2 separate regions of the Macaca mulatta genome follow, and region 2 is linked to region 1. The links are chromatin contacts, called in public Hi-C maps. All regions are on one chromosome and are shown on one strand. The core of a region is the stretch at or near the end of the contact, and the rest is flanking DNA. Distances in the headings are between cores, read along the strand shown.

The links. A called contact is a pair of places that touch in the nucleus more often than the background predicts.
Region 2: a contact with region 1 is called in a Hi-C map of fetal cortex germinal zone, with 6 times the contacts expected there. The contact joins the enhancer-like site here to the promoter of PCDH8 in region 1. A contact is called at or near these places in 2 of 14 Hi-C or Micro-C datasets (fetal cortex germinal zone and fetal cortical plate).

What each region holds. Positions count from the first base shown.
Region 1 is chr17:32,110,543-32,113,578 of T2T-MMU8v2.0, forward strand. It overlaps PCDH8 (protocadherin 8), which reads right to left and starts at 1,584. Exons shown (of 3, transcript XM_001085113.4): 1 at 1-1,584. The coding sequence starts at 1,376.
Region 2 is chr17:32,453,948-32,456,983 of T2T-MMU8v2.0, forward strand. It overlaps the pseudogene LOC100424365. Among named protein-coding and RNA genes, the nearest start is that of OLFM4, 170 kb to the left of the region's middle. Within about 2 kb of position 1,539, at least 6 of the 40 cell types and tissues checked have an H3K27ac peak or open chromatin away from gene starts, as enhancers often do. A contact at or near this core is called in fetal cortex germinal zone, where this site is marked.

The sequences.
Region 1 (3,036 bases), core at 334-2,833:
CGCTCGCGGTCCAGCGACGCCGCGGTCACCACCAGGTAGCTGCCCGCGTAGGCCGGCTGAAGCCGGAAGTGCTCGTGCCCATAGAGGGCGCAGCGCACCTGCCCGTTGGCGCCCGAGTCCCTGTCCGAGGTGCTGACCAGGGCCACCAGGCTCTCGCGCGCCGCCCCCTCCGGCACCAGCGAAGTGGCGCCAGCCTCCGGCGTCCCGGCTCCCGCAGGCGAGCTAGCGTCCGCTCCCCCGAGCGCAGCGGCGGCGGCAGCAGCGGCGAAGGGCGAGGCGGCCGGCGCGCCTGGGGCGGCCAGCGGGGTGATGGCGATGTCGGGTGCGTTGTCATTGACGTCGCGGATGCGCACGATGACCTTGCAGGTGGCAGCGCGGGGCCCTGGTCCGCGGTCCTGAGCCCGCACGTCCAGCTCGTAGGTGTCCTGACGCTCGTAGTCCACGGGCCCGGCCAGGGTGAGACGGCCCGTTCGCGGGTCAAGCCGAAAGAGGCGGCGCGCCTCCGGCGGGGTGCGAGCGCCAAAAGCGAACACCACGTCGCCGTTAGGGCCCTCGTCCGGGTCGGCCGCGTCTAGATCGAGAAGCAGGGAGCCCACGGGCGCGTCTTCCGCCAGTTCCACTTCGGCCACGGCGCCCTGCGGGAAGGCCGGGCTGTGGTCATTGGCATCCAGGACGCGTACGCTGAGGGCAGCCGTGGCGGAGCGCGGCGGGCGGCCGCCGTCCTGGGCTACCAGCTCCAGGCTGTAGGCGGCCTGGCTCTCGCGGTCCAGCTCCTGCAGCAGCACCAGGTCCGCGCACTGAGCGCCGTCTGCTCGCATCTGCAGCTCCACCCGAAAGGGGCTGTGCGGCTCGGCCAGGCGCACGCTCTGCAGCCCGTTGGCGCCCACGTCTTCGTCCACCGGCACCTCCAAGGGGATGCGCGTGCCCACGGCCGCACCCTCGGACACCTCCACCGGGATCTGGGCCCGGGGGAAGCGCGGTGCGTGGTCGTTGACGTCCCTCACCTCCACCTCCACGTGCACCAGCCGGAACTGCTCCTGCGAGAAGCTGACCACATCGAAGGCCAGCACGCACTGCGGGGCCTGGCCACACAGCCGCTCGCGGTCCAGGCCGGCGTCCCCGACGGTCAGCTGCCCGTCGCCTTCGCGCACCCGGAGCAGAGAGCTGTTGAATTGCTTCATCAGGCGGAAGCTTGTGTCACCCGATACTTTCATATGCAGGTCCTCTGCCAGGGTCCCGATGACCGTGCCGGGGGCATCCTCCTCGAAGGTGCTGTATCTGACTGTTTTGCTCTGGGCCACTGAGAGCACCCAGCAGAGGCTGAAGAGCTGCAAGGGGAAAAGGCAGGGGCTGCCCCAGCGCCTCACAAGACTCATGCCTCCAGCCTTAATTGCGATCCGAAAGGCTAAGGAAGAGAGTCTTCTCTGGTTTCCAGGTCGGGCGTGAGTCTCAGGCTCTCGGAATCACGCTCTTTGAGAGCCCTGTGCAGGAGAAGTCTGCGGGTAGCAGCTCCGCGCCTCCAGCCGGCTCTGAGGACGCGCAGACCCGCCCTCACCCTGCGCCTTTCCCTCCCTTACAGAAGCTGCGCCGCCTCGCGACGCCTTTGCCTTTATAGCCGCCGATATGCTAATCACCCGAGCCGGGCAGCCAATGGCCGCCTCCCCCTCGCGTCGCTCCTCCGCCTGCCTCTCACAATCCCTTTAATGTGGAAAGGCTTAGAGGGGAAAACAAGAAAGGAAAATTAGGGAATCTTTCTTTTGTTTAACTCCTTTTGCTTTCTCTCCCTTTTCTTGTCAGCACCCTGCATGTAGAGGAGTTGGCACAGAGCTCCAGGAGTAAAAGGAGCGGATGATTTTGTTAATTGTCGCCTGTATCCCTCCGTGCCGGCGGCTAGAACTAAGTGCGAACACGCTGGGATTTCACCCCAGCGACTCCAGAATCCCCCTTCCCCCAGCCCCTGCCAACACACACACTCTGCATTTTGCACCTCTGAGGCTTCCAAACCCTTGCAGCCCCCTACCCACAGACTTGCTCTGCTGAGTGAGACTCTGCTTTCCTTCTCTCCTAGCTTCCTACAGTGCCTGGAATAGCCTCTCGATTAAGAAGCCTGAAGGATAAGGGAAAATTGATTTTATTCAAATTTGTGTACGCAATTGTGTTTTGCTCGTGTGAGCCCCGGTGATCAGAGCTGCCACTTCCCTTTCAGAAAAGAGCCCCGCGATATGTTAGTATGCATGTCACTGTCCAAATGGCTTTCTTAAGCCTTGGGCGCTAGCAGGCAAGGAAAAAAAGTTCCAAATAGGATTTAGCATAAGCTTGAGGAGATTTGGAAAGGTTTCAAAGATCAGACTGTATCAAAGGCTTATGAAGCCCTCGTTAGCTGTGGAAATAGAATGGTGTGGCAGGCGATCCCATTGGAGGCCCCAATGTCTGTATTATTTCACTGTGACAAGCTAAGGGGAGAGAAAGTTGAACAGTTTCCACAACGGAGTTGGGCTAACTTGAATATAATGAGCAAACGCCACATGTATCCATTATGTTCCTCTATTCATCCCCAATCACTGCCATAACTCTCTGGCTAAACGGTGATGGGCGCTGAATTCCACACAATACCCGGCTCGTATTAAAGAGCATTTAGAGAAGTTTTTCCTCCTGATGTCTTGTTCCGCCTATTTAGAGGATTTTCTTTCTGTTCTAATAGGGCCACTCTGGGAAGCAACACTCGTCCGGTTCCAGAAGAACAAAATCACAGCGTGACATTGAATCCTGGCAGGAACGTGGGGGGAACTTAACCATCTGCCTAGGAAAGTGTGGAGCTTCGGCACTGCCAAAATCTGGGCTGGGCGAATCCTGAGGCTGGCCAGGCGCTGCGCTGCCCCACAGATAGCCCCTTCCCATCCCTGAAGGCCAGGGAGATGGAGCTTGGATCTGGAATAAGATGGATTCTTAATGATGCTTACTGAAGGGCTTTATTGAGCAGGCTATGCAAATACACACGAAGGAGGAAAGGTAAAAAACAGAAGCCACACACTGGAA
Region 2 (3,036 bases), core at 289-2,788, 340 kb after region 1:
ACAAATTGTTGCTTCATTCACATTTTGGTCTTCCTGTGGTATGGTATCTCCCTTCAGTCTATTGTTTGTTTTGCTTTATCTTTGACTCCAACAGAGATCAAAATACATTTTTTTTGGAATTATAGTTTGGCAATATGCTGGCAAATGGGAAAACACATAAAGCAAATTTTTTTCCACAATGCTTTTAATATTGAGACAGATTTTTATCCAACAGAGCCGACAGAATGTAACATGAGTGCACCAGCAGCCCAGAGCTGTAAACACAGCTTCCTGATGACATATCCCTAGGGGGACAGATCATACAGTTTCTATATTATTCAGCTTGTTATTCGACTGGCACAGAACTGATTTTTGCTTCAGAAAAATGTTTCTTTTCTGAAACTCCAGCTGTCCCTCATTCATAAAGCGGTGTTTTAATAAGGTGGTTGTTTAGTATGAAACAATGATAGCGCTAATAATGAATCACTAACAATACAGCACACTTCTTATCATGGATGGTCTACTTTATGCCAAACAGCTGGAGGAAACGTGGGGGAAAATGCAATCAAGCATTTAAATATCATAGCTGGATGTTTCCAAACATCAGTATCCAGATGCTTAGCTTTGTGGAGGTAATATGTTTGATTGCCTGCTTTTTAAAATATTTTATCTGGATCTTTTGATGTTCTGTAGGTGCAGTCATGTACTGTTCTTCATTTTCAGTATGCTGAATGATTTTTCTGATCATGGATCATCAGAAAAACAGTAATGCTGGAGACTAGCTGAGACTAGGCTTGGCAGGAATTGTGTGAGCTGAAGAAGAGGATGACATGAGACTTGGACTGTGGTTAAATGGGTCCCTCTCCTGGCTAATACATATGGAAGCAGGCACCTTTTAAAGACATCAGCTGAAGCAGATTCAGTTTTCAGTTAAGGGATATATAACAATTATGATGTCTGGTGGAAGAACCAGATTCTCTTGTCTGCCCTGAGACCCAGAGGCTGAATAACCAGGAACTTCCAGAGATATTCGGTTCTCAGAAAGAAAGCAAGCTCTCCAATATGCCATTGAGGATACTGGCTTAAAAGAAGTCTGTTCTTACCAGGCCAAAGTAGAGCTCTTCTCTTCCTCAGACAGACGCCTCATTAGGCAAAATTAAAAATCTAGGAAAATAGAATACTTTTTCTTTTTAGGATCTCAGAGTACCCCGCTCAAATGAACTCATGCTTCCCAGTACACTTCTCCAATACCAGTTACTGGTACTTATAATGAGAGTCATTGCCAAATGCTTCACTAAATGAAAACCCCTGAAAATTAATTATCTCATCAAAGATGGCTCACTTTCAGAACCGGATTCATACATCCTGGCACTAAAATAAATGCCAACTCCCTCCTAAGAATGAAAGGAAAAATAGTCACTTACTGACATGTCCCTGCGGGAATCAATAACATTACAGATCATAGAGGAGACAAGAATAGCCTGGGCATATTAATAACTCGGCCGACTCACTGATTTGAGATGACTAGTTAAATAGCATTCTGCACTGATGAGGACTCCATGGCACGAGGAACAATGTCATCATTAACATGTGAGACTGTTTAGCATTTTGAACACTTCACTCATAAAGAGAACTTAACACAGGACTATTTATTGGGCTTTAGACAGATGGTTTAATGTTTTTTTAGCCTTCAGCCTATCAGACCACCCGTGGTTTCCTTCAGCCAAGGGCTTTTAAAAAATAATTGGTCTATAGCAATTTTCTAACAAGTCTGACTGCAATATATTTTTCTAAACCTTTTTTTTAACCCTTAACTATCCCTTACAGTGGTTTGTGGTTGACAGACTTCTCTGTCTGACACTGATTCCTCACATATAAGTAATTACTGACATAAAAGATGAAGGGGCTGAAATTTCATCATTAATGGTTTCTTTGCTATAGAAAAAGCTATTTAGAAATGATTATTTTGGAAAACAGTTCTTCCCTAATTAGACATTGCCTGACACTCTAGAAGATATTTCCCAAAAATCTTTCAATACAGGAAATGACAACCCAACATAGATGGGTAACTGTGGGTGGCAAAGGATGCATTGCTCTAAGCATGTATGTGTTCATCTTAAAATGGTAAAGAGGGTCAAATGTGCCTCTGTGTGGGGAATATGTGAGTGTGCTTAGGAAGGAATAAAGTGGCTGTGGATCCCTGCTCTTACTGTCAAAGTGAGAGACCAGTACAATGGAAAAGCAAGCAGGACGTGTTTTTATAGTGCAGACATCTTAATAACTACCTGCACCACCCTGGCCACTGGTCAGCTCTTCAGGTCCTTCTATGGGTCCTTTTAGTGAAACAGCATGGCCCAGAGGCCCAGAGACTGTGGACTGGCCCAAATGGATGCTTATTTGCATATTCTTCTGTATGTAGCTTCCCCGGTAGGGTTATGAAGAGGCATTGGGGCAGAGAAAAGCAAGTATACAGCAGAGAGGACTTAGTGATAAGATGTTCTAAGGGGAAAAGAGTCTTCTGACTGCGCACTCGAGAGGGCTTGAGAAGCCTGAAAGTCTTAGTGCAGAGCTCGCGATTGGCTTTTCTCTTTGAGGAATAAATGTCTCGCAGGAGGCTCAGATTTCCTGCTGACACTTCATGCAGGGTTGGATTGGAGTCCTTGCTGATTCTGTGGCTGCTGCTAGTGTCAGGATTTTGCACCGATACTGTCAATTTCTTCACCTGTGAGGAAGACGCCCCTGGTACCAGCATCGGTGTTTTGTTTGATCACGTCCAGTCTAATTCCAAGCGCGAGGTGCCAAGTCAGTTTCAGCTGATTAAATAATTCGACAGCTCTCTGCTCCGGGTGCGCGAGGGCTACGGGCAGCTGACTGTCGGGGACGCCGGCCTGGACCGCGAGCGGCTGTGTGGCTAGGCCCCACAGTGCGTGCTGGCCTTCGATGTGGTCAGCTTCTTGCAGGAACAGTTCCGGCTGGTGCACGTGGAGGTGGAGGTGAGGAACGTCAACGACCATGCGCCGCGCTTTCCCAGGGTCCAGATCCCGGTGGAGATGTCCG